Linked DNA regions of Mus musculus: all the other regions are linked to region 1. Evidence: chromatin contacts called from public ChIA-PET, HiChIP or PLAC-seq, Micro-C and promoter capture Hi-C data. All regions are on one chromosome and are shown on one strand. Each heading gives the region's core, a stretch centred on a gene start, on an enhancer-like site or on the middle of the called end of the contact. The rest is flanking DNA. Distances are from core to core; before and after follow the strand shown. Region 1 holds the start of 4833438C02Rik (RIKEN cDNA 4833438C02 gene). Region 2 holds the start of Btrc (beta-transducin repeat containing protein). Region 3 holds the start of Atp5md (ATP synthase membrane subunit DAPIT). Region 4 holds the start of Poll (polymerase (DNA directed), lambda). Region 5 holds the start of Pcgf6 (polycomb group ring finger 6). Region 6 holds the start of Ina (internexin neuronal intermediate filament protein, alpha). Region 7 holds the start of Fbxw4 (F-box and WD-40 domain protein 4).

The links. Promoter capture Hi-C pulls out the DNA fragments that hold promoters and counts their contacts. A called contact is a pair of places that touch in the nucleus more often than the background predicts. ChIA-PET counts read pairs in DNA pulled down with a chosen protein or histone mark. HiChIP or PLAC-seq counts read pairs in DNA pulled down with a chosen protein or histone mark.
Region 2: a contact with region 1 is called in a promoter capture Hi-C map of pre-B cells, with 3 times the contacts expected there. The contact joins the promoter of Btrc here to the promoter of 4833438C02Rik in region 1. A contact is called at or near these places in 1 of 39 promoter capture datasets (pre-B cells) and 1 of 115 datasets of contacts at active chromatin or transcription factors (large pre-B cells).
Region 3: an H3K27ac HiChIP or PLAC-seq map of regulatory T cell precursor shows a contact between it and region 1, with 6 times the contacts expected there. The contact joins the promoter of Atp5md here to the promoter of 4833438C02Rik in region 1. A contact is called at or near these places in 1 of 39 promoter capture datasets (pre-B cells), 1 of 484 Hi-C or Micro-C datasets (CD4 T cells), 3 of 115 datasets of contacts at active chromatin or transcription factors (memory CD8 T cells, regulatory T cell precursor and thymic regulatory T cells) and 1 of 9 other capture datasets (adipose tissue).
Region 4: an RNA polymerase II ChIA-PET map of memory CD8 T cells shows a contact between it and region 1, with 16 read pairs. The contact joins the promoter of Poll here to the promoter of 4833438C02Rik in region 1. A contact is called at or near these places in 3 of 115 datasets of contacts at active chromatin or transcription factors (bone marrow-derived dendritic cells, memory CD8 T cells and regulatory T cell precursor).
Region 5: an H3K27ac HiChIP or PLAC-seq map of regulatory T cells shows a contact between it and region 1, with 6 times the contacts expected there. The contact joins the promoter of Pcgf6 here to the promoter of 4833438C02Rik in region 1. A contact is called at or near these places in 1 of 39 promoter capture datasets (erythroid cells) and 6 of 115 datasets of contacts at active chromatin or transcription factors (double positive thymocytes, memory CD8 T cells, pancreatic cancer cells and 3 more).
Region 6: a promoter capture Hi-C map of neural stem cells shows a contact between it and region 1. The contact joins the promoter of Ina here to the promoter of 4833438C02Rik in region 1. A contact is called at or near these places in 3 of 39 promoter capture datasets (liver, neural stem cells and pre-B cells), 2 of 115 datasets of contacts at active chromatin or transcription factors (astrocytes and embryonic stem cells) and 1 of 9 other capture datasets (liver).
Region 7: a Micro-C map of embryonic stem cells shows a contact between it and region 1, with 3 times the contacts expected there. The contact joins the promoter of Fbxw4 here to the promoter of 4833438C02Rik in region 1. A contact is called at or near these places in 1 of 39 promoter capture datasets (erythroid cells), 1 of 484 Hi-C or Micro-C datasets (embryonic stem cells) and 1 of 115 datasets of contacts at active chromatin or transcription factors (pancreatic cancer cells).

The regions. Positions count from the first base shown.
Region 1 is chr19:46,304,189-46,306,942 of GRCm38.p6, reverse strand. 4833438C02Rik (RIKEN cDNA 4833438C02 gene) reads left to right here and starts at 1,314. Exons shown (of 3, transcript NR_152248.1): 1 at 1,314-1,581; 2 at 1,752-1,835; 3 at 2,093-2,754. It overlaps Nfkb2 (nuclear factor of kappa light polypeptide gene enhancer in B cells 2, p49/p100), which reads right to left and starts at 1,248. Exons shown (of 22, transcript NM_019408.3): 1 at 919-1,248; 2 at 579-660; 3 at 417-457; 4 at 74-172; 5 at 1. The coding sequence starts at 939.
Region 2 is chr19:45,362,324-45,365,077 of GRCm38.p6, reverse strand. It overlaps Btrc (beta-transducin repeat containing protein), which reads right to left and starts at 1,344. Exons shown (of 15, transcript NM_001037758.2): 1 at 1,192-1,344. The coding sequence starts at 1,239.
Region 3 is chr19:47,089,297-47,092,050 of GRCm38.p6, reverse strand. Atp5md (ATP synthase membrane subunit DAPIT) reads left to right here and starts at 1,404. Exons shown (of 4, transcript NM_023211.5): 1 at 1,404-1,478. Pdcd11 (programmed cell death 11) reads right to left here and starts at 1,285. Exons shown (of 36, transcript NM_011053.2): 1 at 1,184-1,285.
Region 4 is chr19:45,559,142-45,561,895 of GRCm38.p6, reverse strand. Poll (polymerase (DNA directed), lambda) reads left to right here and starts at 1,332. Exons shown (of 9, transcript NM_020032.3): 1 at 1,332-1,410; 2 at 2,180-2,316. The coding sequence starts at 2,205. Dpcd (deleted in primary ciliary dyskinesia) reads right to left here and starts at 1,311. Exons shown (of 6, transcript NM_172639.3): 1 at 1,189-1,311. The coding sequence starts at 1,252.
Region 5 is chr19:47,049,493-47,052,246 of GRCm38.p6, reverse strand. It overlaps Pcgf6 (polycomb group ring finger 6), which reads left to right and starts at 1,341. Exons shown (of 10, transcript NM_027654.3): 1 at 1,341-1,796. The coding sequence starts at 1,428.
Region 6 is chr19:47,013,266-47,016,019 of GRCm38.p6, reverse strand. It overlaps Ina (internexin neuronal intermediate filament protein, alpha), which reads right to left and starts at 1,339. Exons shown (of 3, transcript NM_146100.5): 1 at 201-1,339. The coding sequence starts at 1,265. It also overlaps a transcript of Nt5c2 not described here.
Region 7 is chr19:45,658,762-45,661,515 of GRCm38.p6, reverse strand. Fbxw4 (F-box and WD-40 domain protein 4) reads left to right here and starts at 1,323. Exons shown (of 9, transcript NM_013907.2): 1 at 1,323-1,740. The coding sequence starts at 1,487.

The sequences.
Region 1 (2,754 bases), core at 65-2,564:
TCTGAGAATGGCAAAGGATAGTCAGTAGTTGCCCCATACACCATCCCTACCCTCCGGTGTCATCTGAGCTCACCTTGACAGTAGGATAGGTCTTCCGGCCCTTCTCACTGGAGGCACCTGGCAAACCTCCATGGGAGGGGCCTTCACAGCCATATCGAAATCTGAAGCCTCGCTGAAGGTTCCATAGCAGAGACATTGTGATCAGGAGAGGCAACCCCCCCCCCCCCCCCGTCATCCCCACAAGGCAACCACTAGCCATCACTGACCACAGTGACCAAAAGTGTACCTCCTTCTCATAAGCCCCCAACATATCAGCAGCAAGCTATTTAATCTGATCAGTAGGTATAACTACCCTCCCCCCCCCCGCCCCACCTTTTCCCCAAAGGTGAAGCCACCACTCTCTGTCACTCACTCACCTGTTTGGGCTGTTCCACAATCACCAGATAGGGGCCATCAGCTGGAAATAGAGGGGCCTTGCTGAGCCAGGATCTCTGAGACCATCCCTCAGTGGGGCCTCCAGGGGACATGCTCACTCTCCTCTAGGTTCTGAGATACTGCGAGGCCAAAGACTTACTGACCTGTCTCAGGGGCTGGATCCTTAGGCTCCACGATGGAGGGGCTGAATTCAAAATCATCATATTCGGGGATGCCATCCAGGCCCTGCGTTATAGACAGAGAAGGTGGCAGCTGAATCAAGGGTCCCCCCAACCACCCCCTCCCAAGCCCTCTGCAGTCACTCCCTGGACTCCTCCTCAAGCTATGAGGAAGCTCATTTCTGGGCAGGGTTTGCAGACAGCACAGACTGGCAGACTAAGACAATTTGAAGACAGTGCAGAAGTAGGGGAGTGGAGGAGCGTCCAATTGACAAGCAGACACAGAGGGCACCCGCCGCCCTCAGGGTCAGGCAGTGTGACTCACTGGATCGTAGCAATTGTCCATATCTCTGGGCTAGGCCCTGCTGTGTCTTGCGGCTTCGGGCCCCGGTTCAGCTTTCCAGAGTTTCGGACGCCCGCCTAAGGTGAAGAGAGGCGTGGGAGGGGGAAGAGTGAAAGATATCAGGATAGGGGTGGGCAGGGGGAGAGGGATGGGTAGGGGAGGGGGGCTCAGATCTGGGGGAGGGTCCGATCTCCTCCAGCCGCCCGTCCGGGCGTGGCGGGTAAGATCCGGTGGAGGTCGAGATCCGGAGCGGGGCTGGCCCGGGAAAGGGGCAGAAAGTTAGTGCTGCTTAGGAAAGTCCCGAAAATACCAGGGGGAGGCGGAGCCGGAGGGGGCGGGCCTGGAAATGACGCCGGGGCCACGCCCCCGCAGCGGGAGGGGCGGGAGGCCCAGGCGGTTCCTGGTTCCCGGGCAGCCTCTGTAGCCCCTGGGGCTCAGTCGGGGCCTAGCCGCCTCGCCCCCTCTCCGCAGCCTGGAGCAAACTTGGGATTTTCAGCCAGCGTGGAGGACACGGCTGATTCACCCAGGGGCTTTTGTGGGGACATTCCTGCCGTCGGAGGCCCCTTTTCCGAATGGCCCGTAGGCGGGGGTTCTTCCAGTGGGGCCTCCGGGGCTCTGACCAGAGAATATGATTCGGGCCTCAGGGTGTGTGTGGGGGGGAGGAGTTTCCCCCTCCACGGTCTCTAGCGATTCCGTCTTAGCTTCCCGGATTCTCCCGCTGCACCTGCTCCCGGTGGCCGGTCAAACGGGAGCATCCCGCCCTCCCTGGCGACTCCAATCCCAAAGCCAGTGTAACGCGCATGTGTCCGTTGCAGGAATATGCGTTTCAGCCCTAATGTCTTGTGTGCCGGGTGAGTGGTGGCATCATGGCACGTGCAAGTGAACGTTCATCCACACAGGTGAGTCCTTGTACTGCCCAGTGTGGGCACACGTCCGTGCACGTCTGGATGTCCGTGCGCAGGCGCCGGTGCACGGGTGCGCTGTGAGTGCGTGTGCGGGGCTCACACCGGCCGGCTGTGCACAGGCAAGCTAAGGGCAGGCAGACGTGTCGCTGATGTGTAGCAAAGTGTCCTGTTCCTGTGCGCGCTCACTGGAGGTGGCGTCCAGCCCCAGCCTGTCATCTAAAGTCCTCCTTCCCTCCCTCTCCATTCCCTAGACACTCAGGGATCTGAACCCGGCCACTCACCGTGGTGGCGGCTCTGGTTCCGACTTCTTTCCGAGCCCTTCCCCGGACCGGTCGTTGCTCCTCTCCAGCCAAAGGGCTCCAGCCGGGAAAGCCCCTTTCGGCCCCCCGAGGGGGGGAATTCCCGTGACGATCCCGTGCGTCACTCCCCATGCCCTTTTTTATTGGTTGAAAGTTTAACTCCAGGACTCTTGTAGCCAACCCGGAGCAACGCAGGCGCGCCCCTTTCGGGGAAGGCTCGCCCAGGACTGGCCGCGGGGTGTCACCCAGCTCCAGTTCTGCTAGGGACCAGCGAGGCGGGACGACGGACCCAGCGCAGGGCGCGGCTCAGATCTCTGCACTCTTCCAGGCTTGCCCGGGACCGTTACGGAGTCCAGTGGGCCACTTGGCTCTTGCTGTGCCCAGAGGTTGGCTATCTCTGAGACACAGGAAACCGGGTCAGTCCCAACACTCCAGTAACCCTCCCAGAGAGGGACCTCCTAGCTGGGAAGGGGAAGAGGAAGGAGTCAGATCTTGCGGTCAGCTCCAGATCGCCATCTAGCGGCCTTTCTGGAGCCGCAAGGAAACTCTGGGGTCAACTGTCTTAGTTTCCGGGCTTCAGGAAGAGACAACTGATGTTTATTCTGTAAGTGGCG
Region 2 (2,754 bases), core at 95-2,594, 940 kb after region 1:
CAAGAAAGCATCAGATTAAAAGCATCAAATATCAGACTGGTCAAGGTTGCCAAAGACAAGCACAGCAAAGGAGAACCACCATACAAAGTTACAGAAACAGGGCCTAAGGGGTTGACACAGACCCTAAAAATGCAATACTCACTCTGTACTACAACCTAAAACTCACGGGCAACCACCAATCCCGACTTATCTCACTTTCTCTACTCCCTACATCCTTCCTCTGAAATTTCCTCACATCTCATTTCTCCAAGGACTTTCTTCTCACAGAAAGCAATACAGCACCTGGCTTCCCCCACTTTTTACTACCTCACCACTGAAGGCCCAAGTTTTGTTTTGATTTCTCTTATTGGTTATTAACCTTGTCCCCACTCACCTGTAACTACATTTCTTTCATCGCTTTGTCCTTACCACAAATAATTTTGACCCTCTCCTTCAAAACAGAGCACGTATCTCCTTTCTGATATTTGTAATTCTAGCTCACAATCAACACTGTCTTTCTCTCCCAGGAACTGTCACCATAGCCCTAGGTCTGAGTCCTTATCTTCTTAAATGAGGCCTCTTCCAGAGTTTGCCAACATTAGTAGAGCTAACTGGGATTCCACCCTTAGCCCTTAGGCAAAGGCTATCTTCTCAGCCCATCCTACAAAAATACTTGCCTCCCAGCCATGGTTTTCCCACTTTCGCCGTTACAGCCATCAGTTTCCAGCCCTGCCCAGTTTCCCCCTGCCCCCAGTGTCTGTCTTGCCATTATCCTATCTCCACTATTCCCCACTCCTGAGTGCACCTCCTCTCCCAGGCCTTACCCGTAACCCTGACACCGGGAAGGCCCCTGCCAGCGTCCACAGGCGTCTCTCCACCCGGGTTCCTCCGCTCTTCAGTAACTGTCCCCACGCCCCTTTCCCTCTGGGGCCCCGCGCGCCGCCAGGAGCCCCCACCTCGAATGAGCTCCCGCTGTCACTTGGCCTCTCTTCCACAAGATGGCGGAGCTGCTGCCCCCACCCCAGGGTCCCCTCTGTACCCTCCTGCACCCTCCCCCAAGCTCAGGTCCAGTCCCTCCCTCCGCCTCGCCACTGGCCTTGGCCCCCAGTCCCACTGCCCCCTCCTGCGGTGAGCGGGTGACCCTGGCCTAAGCTCAGCGACACGCCAACGCAGCCGCCTCCACTAGTCCCCTGCCCGCACCCATCTCCTCACCATAAACTTAAGCGCTTTCTCCTGCAGCACCGCCTCTGCCGGGTCCATAATCGCCCGGACTACTGGGTCTGCTCTCCGCCGGGGCCGCCCCTTTCGTGCCAGGCCGCAGCCAACGCAGCGTCCGGATCCCGCCTCCTCTTCCTTCCCCCGCCCTCTCTTTTTACCTCCTGGCACTGGCAGGGGGCCCGAGGAGGACCGCGGCTCTGCGCGTGCGCACTCCGCTGCCTCACGGGACTTGTAGTTCTGGAGGCTCCAGCGGCAAAAGGCAAGGCTACGCGGCGAACAGCAACTCCCACGGGTCACTGCGTAGAGTCGCGGCTGTGTGCAAGCCAAATGTAGAGCACTCGAGAGCCCGGAGGGGAAGTCGGCTGATGGGAATTGTAGTTTCCAGTCTCTAAGAAGGCAAAGCCGGAGTGTCACCGTGGTTACCAAACGACGCCAGTGGCTCCTTGCCTGGCATTTGATAGCAAGATGGCGACTAGCGCTTCCTCTGTATTCCAAATACTAGGAAAATAGAGAACTCAGGGTCCTTGGTTCTCCCTAATTGTGATTTTAGAAAACCAGACCCTCCTAAAGTTCATACATCTGGCATCTGCAGAAAGATTGAGACCTAGAGACTTGAGCCAAGTGTGCATGTAACAGCAGCCTCAACATCAATGCAAGATTCCGATAACATCCTAAGCTATTATTGCCTCTTTTTTTTCAGAAGAGCCTTTTCTCTCCCCAAGCAAGCCAGGGACAGATAGAACTCACTCCAGGAAACCTTGAGTTTAGCGCTCAGAAAGTATGAACTACCATTGCTAACCCTGAGATCAAAGTCCTGTGTTACATAAATGAAATTCAATGACTATCAAGCAAGTGAAATCTATAAGTAGTGTCTTTGGCCATAAAAAGCCAGAAATGGGAGCCGGGCATGGTGGCGCACGCCTCTAATCCCAGCACTCGGGAGGCAGAGACAGGAGGATTTCTGAGTTCAAGGCCAGCCTGGTCTACAGAGTAAGTTCCAGGACAGCCAGGGCTATACAGAGAAACCCTGTCTCAAAAAACCAAAAAAAAAAAAAAAAAGCCAGAAATGGGCCAGGTGTGGTGGCACATGCTTTTAGTCCCAACACTTAGGAGGCAAAGGCAGAGGCAGGTTGATGTAGTGAGTTTGAGGCTAGTCTTGTCTACAGAGCAAGTTCCAGGACAGCAAAGTCTACACTGAGAAACCCTGTCTTGAAAAATACAAAAGAAAAGAGAGGGACAAGATGGGGCTGGGGAGATGGCTCAGTAGATAAGAGTGCTTCCCATGAAAGGACAAGGACCTGAGTTCAAGTTTCTAGCACCCACATAAAAAGCTGGGGTATATGGGCTCAGTGGTTAAGAGCAGTTGCTACTCTTGCAATGAACCTGGGTTCAATTTCCAGCACCCACATGATGACCCACAGCCACTACTGTGCCTCACCTGGAGTAGATCTTTAATTAGGAGAACATCATTGGCCAAGAGAGAATGGTACTTAGGAATAATACAACAAATTTTGGTTAGGTTTCTGTTGTTCTTTCTTTTTCTGGTTGGTTGGTTGG
Region 3 (2,754 bases), core at 155-2,654, 790 kb before region 1:
AAGAATGATGCTTTTGAGCTGTACATTAAATAAATAAAGAACCGGGTCTGGTGGTCCATGCCTTTAACTCCAGCACTTGGGAGGCAGAGGAAGGCCTATCTCTGTGAGTTTCAGACAAGACAGGACTCCATAATGAGACCCTGTCTCAAAAATAACTATAATAATAGTAAATAGAAATATGATGGTAGACAATGCTAAAAACAACAACAACAACAACAACAACAGAGAAACAAGAAAAAGTTTGCCAGGCGTGATGACACATGCCTTTAATCCCAGCACTTTGGGAGGCAGAGGCAGGCGGATTTCTGAGTTCGAGGCCAGCCTGGTCTACAAAGTGAGTTCCAGGACAGCCAGAGCTATACAGAGAAACTATGTCTCAAAAAAAAAAAAAAAAAAAGAAAGAAAGAAAGAAAGAAAAAGTTTATTTCTCAAAATACACCAACCAGTTGCCTGTCAAACAACTCTTCAAAGGCTTTCTAAAAAGCTGAATTATTCAATTAAGCTACAGGGAAAATAAAGCATGGTAACAACTTATATTTTAGAAAATAATTTGGCTCTTTGGTGAAAGATACTTAAAAAATTAATAGTTTGCGTTTACTTGGTACTTCAGAGCCATGGGGAACGTGACAAAATAATGGAGAATATTCCTCAGTCTACAGATTGGACAGAAGTGAAAGCCAGTGTAAGGATTTAAACGATGCACATCAGGGAAACCATGAGAACCAAGACGAGGTATAAATGAAGACGCAGGGCAGCCTGGTTGGTTCTGGGATACCTAGGAAGAAAACTTTAGTAGCCGAGTGAGACTGTGAAAGGGACGACGAACGAAAAATGTAAGGTTTGTTCTGTTATGGGTGCATGCTTCGTAGAAACAGTATAGCTCACAAGGTCTACTTCGCTGGGACTCTATAGTTCCCATTATAGACCCGATGAGACCGAGGCACCAAACAGTCTGGCGATCACGTAGAGAAGGCACTTAAGGTACCTGCAGAGGACAGCATGGCTTGCATGAACTGCTAGCTCCGAGGGGATTGAGGGAATAAGACCTCCCATCCCAAGCCAACTGTGCTTAGCACGAAACCCGGAGACCCAGGCCAGGAAGCCGAGGTGACAGGCATGAAGTCTCCTCCCTCCACGCCGAAGCTCCCGTGTCATCAGCCCCAAGGCTCCCACCGCCGCATACCTCACGGAGCGTCTCAACGCAATCGCACGCGCAGAACAGGGAGCCGACAGCTCCACGCGACTCGTCCACGAGCGTAGGTAAGACCAGGGCTACTTCCGTTCTGACGTCGGGTCTGACGCCGGCTGAAACGGGAAGTAGAAGGGCGGGACTTGGCGTTTATAGCCAATCCACGCCGAGGGCCGAGTCGTCGCGGCCTGTCGGTCGCGTGCGGGGAGGGGGCGTCTTCCGGTCGGGCCGAGCTCGTCGCTAGGTTTGTTGAAGGACATCGGCCGCCGAGTTTGGGGTTCGGACGAAGGTGGGTGAGAAAGCGCTCTTGGCTGCTCGGTCCGGTGATTGAGCTTTGTAGGGCCGACTAGAGTCTGGCCGTTTTTCCAGCCCCGGAACAGCGCGAGGTTTTCTTTTTGCGGGGAGACGCTGGGGAATGGGAAAGGCGCTGGAGAAAATGAGGGTCAGGGCCCCATGGCGGATCTAGGAAGCCTCAGCACCGCGAGTGACGAGCGCCCCAGGGCTCGCACGGTTAGCGGAGAGCCTTATGCCCCACTTCCCAGTGTGGATTGGGAGTGAGGCCGGTCGAGAGGGGAGCTCCCCAAGGTCATCCATCCAGTGGATGTTGAGAGAGGACTCTGGATTTTGACCCCATCTCTGGCAGAGTTCGTGTGTCTTGGCCTCTATGGCCATAGCGATTTGTTTCCTCCGAGCTGCGATCGGGAAACCAGGTCTCCTTTACCTGCGCCGTGGCCTTTGTCAAAACCAGAGTAAACGTGGAATGGCCCTGCGGTTCTCCAGGCCTGGGCTCTAAAAACGGATTAGATTTTGTATCCCAGCGGTTCTGAACCTGTGGATCATGATCGCTTTGACAAGCCTCTATCTCCAAAAATATTTATTTACATTACGAGACTCCTAGCCGTAGCAAAATTACAGCTGTGAAGGAGCAACGGAATAATTTTATTGGGGGAGGGGGAAGAGAGGTTTCACCACAACAGAAGGAAGGTCGCAGCATTAGGAAGGTTGAGAGTCACTGCCGTGTTTGATCAGTGCAAGGGTTTCCACAGAGGCTGTTTGCTGCTTGTGGTCCTTTGACTTTCATCTTCCTTATACCTGGTGATGGCACTACTCCAGATAGGTGCCCATAAGACGGGAATAGCTGTATCCAGGAGCCTGTTACAAAGCAAGGGCAGCTGCTCACCCCAAGACTTTAATGAAATGCCCATTTCACATGGAAAGGCTGGTGGTATTTAATAGTAGTTATTGGATTATTTAGAAACAGAAGCAAAACCTGTCAGCTTAGACTTTGTAGCAGGCTGCTGTTCAACAGTAGTACATTTTTTTAAAAAATACTAACTCACAGGCTCACAATTATTAGTCTTTGGTGATTTTTTTCCACTACCAAATGGCTCTAAGCTTGCACATGACTGCAAGGACAGGACATTTTAGTTTTATTTGTTCCTATTGCCAGGTGTGAATGGCTTGTCCCTCTAGTCCCAACACTGTTGGGCAGATCTCTGTAATTTCAAGGCCAGCCTAATCTATGTAGTGAGTACAGGCATCTGGGGCTACAGACTGAGATAAAT
Region 4 (2,754 bases), core at 83-2,582, 750 kb after region 1:
TAACTTTGCTATTGTCTGTTTTTTCTATCTGCTCTAGCACAGAATTTGGCACATGGCAATGGGTTCCCTAAATGCTGTAGGGTAGGAGCAAATGAAACCTGATTTTAATTTCTGTAAACTTCAGGCACCTGCCTGTGGATGTTTTAAAGCTAGCTGTTAGCTTTAAAGCCTCAGGAATTCAGACCTAAGGCACCCTGGCTGCCAGGTGGGTGGGTCTGTGAAAGACCTCAGGGGCACAGGGCACTTAAACTGGCCACTTGCAGGATGAGGAAAAGCTGACATCTCAAGCTCCTGTTCTTAGTCATTTAGACCTTAGCCCTTGCTCTATCTCCCCTAAAGATCAGGGGGCAATTTAAAATCCACATCATAAACAAAACATAGTTAGAAAACAAGGACCTGGGCTGGTGAGATGGCTCAACAGGTAAGAGCACCCGACTGCTCTTCTGAAGGTCCTGAGTTCAAATCCCGGCAACCACATGGTGGCTCACAACCATCCGTAACGAGATCTGACTCCCTCTTCTGGTGTGTCTGAAGACAGCTACAGTGTACTTACATATAATAAAAAAATAAATAAATCTTTAAAATAAAAAAAAGAAAGAAAAGAAAAAGAAAACAAGGACCTTAGAAACAACACTGGTAGCCCACCCACTTCATTTTATAATTGAAGAAAATGGGGTCCTAACAACTGAAGAGGTGAATCGATGTTAGAGTTGATCTAAAACCCTGGTGTCTCCTTTCTATGCCATTGGGGCTGCTGTCATCAATAGGACCCCCAAATTGAGCTGCATGGATCCCAGATGACGAATTATACCTGATTATCTGCAAAACCTGGGTTTGGTCTAAAACCTTCCTGGGTTTCAGTTTCCTCGTCAGTCAAATGGGGTGCAGAATTAGCCTCTTGGTACAGCCCTGAGGGACGATGATGAATGTAAAATGAATTATTGGGAAATACCAACAAAACTCTGAGCGGGGAGAGATGATATAAGGAACTCTTGAGGTGGGTGACCAAAGACTTGGGTTCCACTCGGGTCATCTCCCTGGGCCGGTTTCCTCTGCAAAAGCAGGAAGCTGGCATGGCTGTAGGCTGCTGCGACAGGTCCAGCTCTGCCCACCCAGGCTGAGGCCCTCCCTGGGGGAGCGGGCGCATAGAGCCCGCCCTGGGGGGAAGGACGAGGGGTCTCGAGTTACCATCCTGCAGCAGTGCCGTCTTCTCGGCCGACCGCAAAACCTCCAACCAGCTAGTCACCGCCATCTTCCCTCCGCCCAGGAACGCGCCGGGCCACTGCCATGGCAACTACCCGACCGATGATCACTTCCGGATGACCCGGGAAGTATTCTGGGAACTGATTTTTTTTTTTTTTTTTCCCCTCTACCCCTTCCTCCCCCAATCCGTTTTCATTGGCTCCCATGGTGAGTTTATTTCTCTTTGCCGGGAGATTCTAACCTACTTTGGACCGGTCCTGGGGCCGGGTGGGGTGGGGATGCTCCCAGAACTTTTAGGGATCCAGCACCAACTCTCTTCTGGCCCCAGCTGGGAGTCCCTGGTTCACACCAGCTGCTCACAGTGGATGTGGCACGTCTGCTTCGGTCTTGCCCACCTCCAGCTGTGAGGGCTCCCTACATCTGCTGCGGCTGCACTCCACCTCCCTGCAGCTGCGGGGCTCAGACCCGCGCGATGGGGCTGCTGCGACAGGGACAGGTGCGCAGCGTGCCCACAACTTTCCCTGAAGCCTCACTCCCCAGGTTTTCTTCTGCGAATGCACATTGAGGCTAGAGAAAGATGATGCGAGGTTTATGTGACATGTCCCTTAGACTCCAATTCGTTGGGGAGATGAAGACTCTCCTAAAGATGTAGTCCGGTTCCCAAACCCGTCATCATTTTGGAAAAGTCTCTTGGAAGGGGACGCAGAGGCTGACTCTGCGCTATATTCCTCCCCCCACCCCCACCCCATGTTGTTTCCTTTCGATCCACACCTCCCCTACACCCACAAGAATCCCAACCTTTCCCTGGCTTCCCTCAGTACGACTAGGGTTGAAAGGCTGGTATGTGTGTGTGGCACTCGGATTAAATCACTTAAGTTTAACTGGGGTTTCCGAGACCTCTGAGAAAGGGACCTGTTACCCCTAAACCCCACCTCTATGCCAAATTATTAAGGGCTGGCTCTCAATCCTTTAACAGAAAGGCCAGGATCCAGCGCCCTTCAATGGACCCTCAGGGCATCGTGAAGGCCTTTCCCAAGCGGAAGAAAAGTCATGCAGATCTATCTTCAAAAGCACTTGCAAAGATTCCCAAAAGGGAGGTGGGAGAAGCTAGAGGTGAGCCGGTCCACCCTCACACACTGGAACGTTCAGCCTTCTTGTTTTCAGCTAGAGTCAGATTAACAGAAGTGACCTAACCTGTGGCCAAGATCAGGTTGGCCTCAAACTCGAAAAGCAAAACAAAACAACAAAAAAGGAAGTTTGCTGAAAAAAACAAAACAAAACAAAAGCAAAAACAAAAACAAAAAACCCCTGGGGGGTATCGCTAGCAAGCAAGCCTTTAGCCTTTAATCCCAGCACTTGGGAAGCAGAGGCAGGCAGATTTCTGAGTTCGAGGCCAGCCTGGTCTACAGAGTGAGTTCCAGAACAGCCAGGGCTACACAGAGAAACCCTGTCTTGAAACTAACCACCCCCCCCCAAAAAAAGGAAGTTTGTTGTACGTTTGCGGTAGAATTCTTTGAAGGTATTTTGTTCTCTGGATGGCAGGAAAAGGAA
Region 5 (2,754 bases), core at 92-2,591, 750 kb before region 1:
ATTCAGAAATCAGCCTGCCTATGCCTCCTGAGTGCTGGGATTAAAGGCATGTGTCACCACGCCCGGCCTTTTTTAAAGATTTATTTACTTTATATACACAGTAGCTGTCTTCAGACACACCCGAAGAGGGCTTAGGATCCCATTACAGATGGTTGTGAACCACCATGTGGTTGCTAGGATTTGAACTCATGCCCTCTGGAAGAGCAGTCAGTGCTCTTAACTGCTGAGCCATCTTTCCAGCCAGCCCTGGGTTTGTTTGTTTGTTTGTTTGTTTTAGACAGTGTTTCTCTGTTATGCTCTGGCTATCCTGGAACTCACTCTGTAGACTGGCCTAGGACTCAAGAGATTTGCCCGTTTCTGCCTCAGTGCTGGGATTAAAGGTTCCTTTACCACTTGGCTCCAATTGAAAACTATATTTTATTTATTTTTCATTTTTATGTGTAGCATGTTTTGCTTGCATATATGTATGTTCACCATTTGCATCCCTGGTGCCCAGAGAGGACAAAAGACAGCATCTGGAACTAGATGGTTGTGAACAGCCATTTGGGTGCTTGGAAGAGGGGTTCTTCTTAAAGGGCCTCTCTGCACGAGCATCGAAGTGCTCTTAACAGCTGGAGCCATCTTTCCAGCTCAAGACACCTCCACGTTTAACTGTCTCAATAGTGTTCAAAAGTCCAAAGACACCCTTCAGTGGGTAAGGTCTGGAACTTTTCTCTTCCTTTTGGAGACAGGGGTGTTGGAGTGCTGCCCAGGTGGGTCTCAAATTCCTTGGCTCTAACATTCTGCCTACTCAAGGCTGAAATTAATAAGTAGGTAACCATACTTGGCTTATGTGGTTATTCTTATCAAAGCTGTCCTCTAACTTTTCCCCCTCATTTCTCAGAAATCATTTCGCGAATCAGTTCTCTCCCTCTAACATGGGTATTGAACTCAGGTCGTCACACTTGGAGGCAAATTTTTTACCTGCTGAGCCAGCTTAGGGTTTTTGTTTGTTTGTTTGGTGAGACAAGGTCTTACTAAGTAGATAGATGCCATTAACCATGGACGGAAAACCACAATTAGTCCTCAAAATGAAACCATCACTCCTAATTCAAGAACACATGGCATCTAGAGTTCAATGTTCCATGAATAAACTGGTGCAAGTAAAATACTGAAACTGTAGCATTTTAGACTCTCCTGAACAGCACACTGCAGGCTTCGACCGCGAAAACCGGTGAGCTTCCTTCAAGGCGTGGCCCACACGCCCCGCCCCAACCTGAGCAGCTCCGCCTCACCTAGGTAGCCTAGGTGAACCACACTTCCCAGCGGCCTCTGCGGAGCGCCGGCGCCTGCGCACTGGTACGAAAGGGGGCTCGTGCTCAACTCGCGCGCTAGCCGTCCGACTCGCCTTGCCTCGCTCTCAACTCGCCAGATTTCTGATCCCCGCCATGGACGAGGCTGAGACGGACGCCACGGAAAACAAGCGCGCCTCTGAGGCCAAGCGAGCCTCAGCCATGCCGCCACCGCCACCGCCTCCGCCTCCCATCTCTCCGCCCGCCCTCATCCCGGCACCCGCGGCCGGCGAGGAGGGCCCGGCGTCCCTGGGCCAGGCGGGCGCTGCCGGCTGCTCTCGCTCTCGGCCCCCGGCGTTGGAGCCCGAGCGCAGCCTGGGCCGCTTGAGAGGCCGCTTCGAGGACTACGATGAAGAGTTGGAAGAGGAGGAGGAGATGGAGGAGGAAGAAGAGGAGGAGGAAGAGATGAGCCACTTCTCTCTGCGTCTGGAGTCCGGACGGGCAGACTCCGAGGACGAGGAGGAGGTATCGACGACCCTGCCAGACCTGGCTGCGCTCGAGCGGCCTCTGGGACCCAGCGGGGCGCAGACCTGTGGTTGCCGTTGTCGCTGGAGCTCGCGGCGCTTGTGTAGCGCTCCATCCCCGCCCACCCAGGCGTGGCCTCTCTCCGGCTTCATTTATTTTGTGGAGTCCTTGCAGATCATTTAGGGCACTCTGGGTCCCGTTTTTTTGTTTGTTTTTGTTTTTGTTTTTTTTACATTCTGTAAAAGTCTTTGCGTAACGTGGAGGGAGTTAGATGTCTAAGGCTACTGGCAGGTGTACTCTTTTTTTTCTGCAGGATGTTGAGAGGGTTTGGGACCCCTCCCCCATTAAAAATAAATAACAAATGTGTGAAGAAAGGCATCCCGGGGATAGGGTGTAGGCCAGTTGATACAGTGTATCTCTGCCCTGCAGGACGCTCGGAGTTCGAGTCACAGCACTGTCTACACTGGATGTGGTAGTAGACACTTGTTACTACCAACATTCGTGAGGCAGAGGCAGCAAGTTCAAAGTCATCCTTGGTAATGTGGGGAGACCAGGCAGGTTTAAGGGCTTTTTGTAAACCAACAAAAGAACAGGTGCCTTTCACTGTTAGTTTCCTATATGTCAGAGAACTGGGACCGCTTAGATACAGTGTTTTCTTTAGATTGGATATTTTGAAGGGTTGGAGTGCAATTAAGTTACACTGCTTATAATGAAATCTTGGGATCATGGCTTAACTTGTTTTGAAATGAGACCTTGTAGTGTTGGCTTTGGACTGGGTTTGATGTTGTGATTTTAAAAAGATAAAGGGGTATTAATATATGTTCTATGGGGGTGTGGCGAGGTGTGGGGGAAGGGGGTGCCCCAGCGGGCCCATGCCAAGGCATCCCTTACCCCTGAGGGACCAGCCACACGACGATATAGTATAGAATAGAGTTTATTCAGGGCATGGGGAGGGAAG
Region 6 (2,754 bases), core at 90-2,589, 710 kb before region 1:
ATTTGCGGCTGCATGCGTGAGACTTCGTGGTTTTTTTTTTAATTTGTTTGTTTGTTTGTTGACTGACGCCTCTAGTCAACGCTCCCCTCTCTCCCCTTTCCCTCCCGTGGTTTCCTAGGGCACCAGTTTACAGGGAGTGAAGCTATCTCTGTACGGAAAAGGACAGGGCACTCTTTCCTATGCAGCATCCCAGCCCTTACCTGGTAGCCGGCCACCTCAGCGCTGTGCCGCTCCTCCAGTTCCAAGATCTGCCTCTCCAGGGACTCATTGGCTCCGCGCAGACCCTCTATCTCAATGGTACGTGCCTGGAGCTGGCGCCGGTACTCGTGGATCTCCTCTCGGCTGGCTCGGATGGCTTCGGTGCTGCGCGCAGCCTGCTCGTTTAGGTTGGCGAACTTGGACTTGTACCACTCCTCGGCGGACTGCAGGTTCTTAGCGGCCAGGGACTCATACTGCGCGCGGATCTCCCTCAGCGCCGAAGTCAGGTCTGGTTTAGCCACGGCCACGTCCACCTCGGCGGCGGCTTGCGAAGACGCCTGCAACGTGGCCAGGAGCTCGGCCACCTCCTCGTCGTGGACCTGGCGCACGAAAGCCAGCTCGTCCAGCAGCGACTCCACCTTCTTCTCCAGATCCAGGCGGGCCAGGGTGGCGCCGTCCACGTCGCGCTGCTGCGCCTTCAGGGCGCGCTCGGCGCCTTCGCGCCCGCGGCTCTCCTCCTCGCAGCGCGCCCGCAGTCGCTGCACCTCCTCGGCCAGCCCATCGCGCTCCAGCAGGGCCTGCGCGCGCGCCGAGCTCGCCTCCTCCAGCTGCGCGCGCAGCTCGCGCAGCTCGCGCTGGAAGAGCTCGCCGACGCGCGACGGCTCGGCGTGGCGCTGGCGCAGCGCGGCCAGCTCGGCCTCGAGCGCACGGTTCTGCGTCTCCAGCTGGTGCACCTTCTCGATGAACACGGCGAAGCGGTCGTTGAGGCCCTGCAGCTGCTCCTTCTCGTTAGTGCGGATGATCTTGTACTCGTTGGTGCGCGCCGCCGCCTGGCTCAGGTCCAGCCCGTCGGAGGCCGGCAGGCGGCGGTAGGCCAGGCCCAGGCCGAGGGACGAGGCCGAGGAGCAGGCGGCCGTGGAGGCCACATTGCTGCGGGACAGCGACTGCGAGCGGAAGCTGCCCGAGCCTCCCGGCCCGGACAGGCGCGCGGAGAGGCGCGAGCTGTCCCCGAACACCTTGCGGTAGGAGGAGGCGGAGCACAAATAGTGCTCCGATCCGAAGCTCATGGTGCCGGGGTCGGGGCCGGGTGCGCGGCTGCGGCGGGACCTGGCGAGGACGCGAAGGTGCGGCAAGGCTGGGTGCGGCGGGGCGGTGTGCGGGGCTTTTAAGGCGCGGGGTTGGGGCGACGCGCTAGGGGTGGAGCTTCATCTTCAGATCGAGCGGGGAGAGGAAGGGGGGCCTGCGGGGGCGGGGGAGCGCAGTGCCACCGCAGCTGCGCGCCACCGTCCTGGGCCGTCCCTGTCCGCTGCGCCTGTACCCCAAGAATCTGCCTTGGGAATGACCGGAGGGGAGGGAGTGCCCAAACAACCTTGGCTTCCCGGCCGAGCGCTCTCAGCTCTTTGATGGCGTTAGAGCCTGTCCTTTTTTTTCTGCTCTTATCCCCCACGGAGAGGAGGTTTTTCTGAAAGGTGTCCTCTATTCTCATCCGCATCCCAGAGTTCCCAAGGGTAAGGCCCTGTTCCTCTCCACTCTTTACAGGGGGAGCGGGCAACCCCCTCTTTATCTCCTGGCTTAGGCGGCTCCTGGTTCTCTTCGGAGAAAGTGGGACCACTTCAGAGAGCATCCCTCAGTTCCGCCACCACAGGAGATAGGATTCGCAGAAAGAGTGAGATTCTCGGGGACATTGGTGACGAACAAGAGGCTGATTTTTTTTTTCCCCAAGGGTGCAAAGGGTTACCGGGAGGAAAGCGGTCTGTCCTGGAAAGGACAAAGCGTTGAGAATTAGCAGGATTCACCTCTAGACCTCCAGTCACCGTGCGTGCCAGGACCGCAGGCTGCTAGAAAGGCTGCAGGCTTTGGTTTAAACAAACAAAAAGCCCCAAACCAACAACAAAACACATTAGATTTTAAAACGTTTCAAAACTGGATTTCTAGTCAGGAGGTTTCATCTAAACAGAAACTGGATTGATTTTGATCTTTTAATGCCCAGCCCCTGCTACTCTTGAAAGCAGAAGGTTTAGGATGACTGCGGTGGGCGAGTGCCTTTGTTTAAGTGCGTTGTTCCTCAGGGCTCCCAGCACTTCAGAGTCACCCCTCTTACCCCGGTTTTTGTTTTTTTGTTTTTGTTTTTATCTGTCTGGCCCTGCAAGCGTTTGACAATCCATTCTGAATTGGACGGGAGCACCATTTTCTGTGGGGATTAGTCTTTGGACCAAAGACTCATTTCCAGGAGTGAGGCAGAGGAGCAGGGCTGACAGAATTGGCCGTCCTCGCCACACCCGGTTAGGATGGAGTGGGAGCCTGAACGATAGATGGATCTAGTTTACCTTCTATCCTGTGGCACAACTCCAGGAAATGTGAAGCCCTTTGCTTTCTAGTTCCGAATTCCAAACTTACATTTGTTTGTTTTGAAACAAGGCTCCCATTCTGTGCCCCTAGTAGCTAAGTTGGTTTTGCTCTCAGTCTAAGCTGGCCTTGAGCTCCTGGCAATCCTCCTGCCTCTGCCTCCCACATGCAGCAGTCACCAGTGTGGCCCACCATAGCTGGCCCTTATCA
Region 7 (2,754 bases), core at 74-2,573, 650 kb after region 1:
AAAGATTTCTAACAATTATACGAAATATACTGAATTCAGTTCAGTATGTCCAGACTACTAATAATTAACATGTAGTTTAGAATTATGTAAGACATCTCACATTCTTTTTCCTGTCTAGCTCTTCAAAATCAGCTGTGTACCTCACTTATGCTTACAGCACGCTCAGACCTGGAGACCCTGCCTTTCACACACACAGAAAGAAGCCACATGTGATTAAAGTGGCCCCACAGATCCAATGGGACAGCATCGATCTGTACTTCTGAAGCTTAGATTGGTTCAGGTGGATCCAGTGGGTGGTATGGGAAACGGATCCCTAGTAATCTTGTAGATTCAGCTCTGCCTATGTAACGGCTACTAAAAAACCCCTGCTTGGCCACGTGCTGCTTCGTTTGGGAGCTGCGGACTCAGGATCTAGAAGGTTGGTTTTACCTCCCTCATTGTTGTCGAATCATACTGGGACAACCTACAGGACCTTGGTTGACATCCTTCGTGAGACCAAGGGCAATGGAACTTTCTAACGTCTGGCTTGCATTTTTTTAAGAATCTGGTTTGTGGCTTGTGGAAAGAAGGCATCAACCTGGGGAAGAGGAAGCCTCATGGGACCAAAAGGCCCCTTGAGGGCAGAGGCTCAACTTTGATAGTTCCTGAAGCCACAGGCTCCTCTTGTGACGTAGGTGGGAGTTTTCTGTGAACCTTTCAGCAATCTGTCTGTCTGTCTGTCTCTGTCTTTTTAATTTGGACAGTCTCTTGCTCTGTAGGCCAGGCCGGCCTTGAACTCATGGCCATCCTCCTGCCTTAGCCTCATGCCGGGATCACAGACGAGAGCCATCAAGCTCGCTTTCTCCATCCGGTCTTGAAGACACACGCTTCAACTAGATGTTCCTGGTGCTCCAGAAGATGGGGATGTCAGTGACCAGGTTGGGGTTCGCACCCCGAAATACAGGCGTGAGGGGCGGGTCTCGGCTTGGGCCCGCGCCGCCCCATGTGACCCGGTCCGACGTGGTGTCGCCTCCTCTCGAGGAGGCGGTGGCGTCTTCGGCTGTGCGTCGAGCCGGCCCCGCGGCCGCTCATGAGCAGCCAGGGCCGCTCGGGTCCCCCCGGGAACCGCGGGCCCAGGGAAGGCGAGGGCGGGGAGGCGAGGAAACTGCAGGAGGCGAGGGTCGCGCGGGGAAAGCAAGGGAAAGGGAAAGGGAAGGGGAAAGCAGGTACCGGGCACGGCGGAAGAGGAAGCGGGGCGGAAGGAAAGCCGGGCCTGCAGCCGGAGAGGAAGGCAGCGGGGCCGGCGGCTGAGGCAGGCCGGGGACAGGAAGGCGAGGGAGGCGAGGAGGAAAGGCCGAGAAGCTCCGGGAAGCGGGATGAGGGCAGCGCAGAGCCGGGGAAGGAGGAGCGGAGGGTCGGGGCCGGGCGGCGGGAGGACGACAGCCTGGAGAGAGGACAGGAGCAGGGACCTCAGGCGTGCGGCGGCATCCCGGGAACCCGGACGGCCATGGCGGAGGACGCGGCGGAGGATGCCGCAGCGGCGGCCGTGGAGCCGGCCACCCGTCCGGCCGCGGGGCCCGCGCTCTGGCGCCTGCCGGAGGAGCTGCTGCTGCTCATCTGCTCCTACCTCGACACGCGGGCCCTCGGCCGCCTGGCCCAAGTCTGCCGCTGGCTGCGGCGCTTCACCAGCTGCGACCTGCTCTGGCGCCCGATAGCCCGGGCCTCGCTCAACACCGGCTTCACGCGGCTCGGCACCGACCTGTAAGCGCCCGCTCGCCCGCCCGCTCCCCGCCCCGGGCCGGCCAGCGTCCTGGGAAAGGGCGGGGCGCCGAGGCCTGGTCGGCTCGGGACCGTGTGGCACCCGGAATACTGAAGCCCAGACTTGCCCCCCACCCCCTCCCTCTCCCCTCCCCCAGCACCCTCGAGGAATACTGGTGTCACCCCTCTTCAAGATTCCCCAACCCGAGGAAACTTCCGGAGAGCATTCCTCAGTCGGCACCCTCCCCCGTGGGCGGCTACTCACAGTTAGCCATCCTAAAATGAGTATTCCCAAAGGTTTGGCTCCCTGGGTTCCTTGCCCTGTGTCCTGTGCGACAGACAGGACCTGAAGGGTGACTCCTGCTGGTTCTAGGGCCCAGGCCCAGGTCCACCAACGTGGTTTTTGTGGCCTTTCGTCCTGCCCACCCTCTCAAAGGTTGTTAGGTTTCAGGGCTCAGATCAAATTAAATGTGCAGAAAAGGGCTCAGAACCTTAAAAAAACAAAAACAAAAACAAACAAAAAAACCTTTCAGTTCCATTGTCAACCTATTTTAGGACTTAATTCAGGTGGAAGGACCCACAAAAGATGTCTGTGTGAGGCATCAAGTTGGATTTGGGGTAGGCGGTATCCAAGATAGGCAGTTTGACCTAGTAATATCTGAGACCCGTGGATGCAAACCATTCCTAAAACACTCAGGCTGTTAAACAGGAAGGGGAGAGCGTGTATGACAGTCACAGAACTGGTCAGGATAAACGCTTTCAGACTGCACCCTGCTCTTGCTTTGTTGTAACATATGCGAATATAATAAAGTTTTAAAAAACCGTAAGAAATGATCATTTGATGCACTCCTATTTCCATTTTAAAAGTTTTTCAGTTGCACACCCCCTAACCCTACTACCCCCCACCCCCCACCCCACTTCCCCATCCTAACAGAATGAATGCTTAATGAATGATGTAATAGATTTGGAGGTATGTCATACGCCATGACATAATTTGTCTTGAATTAACTCCTTAGA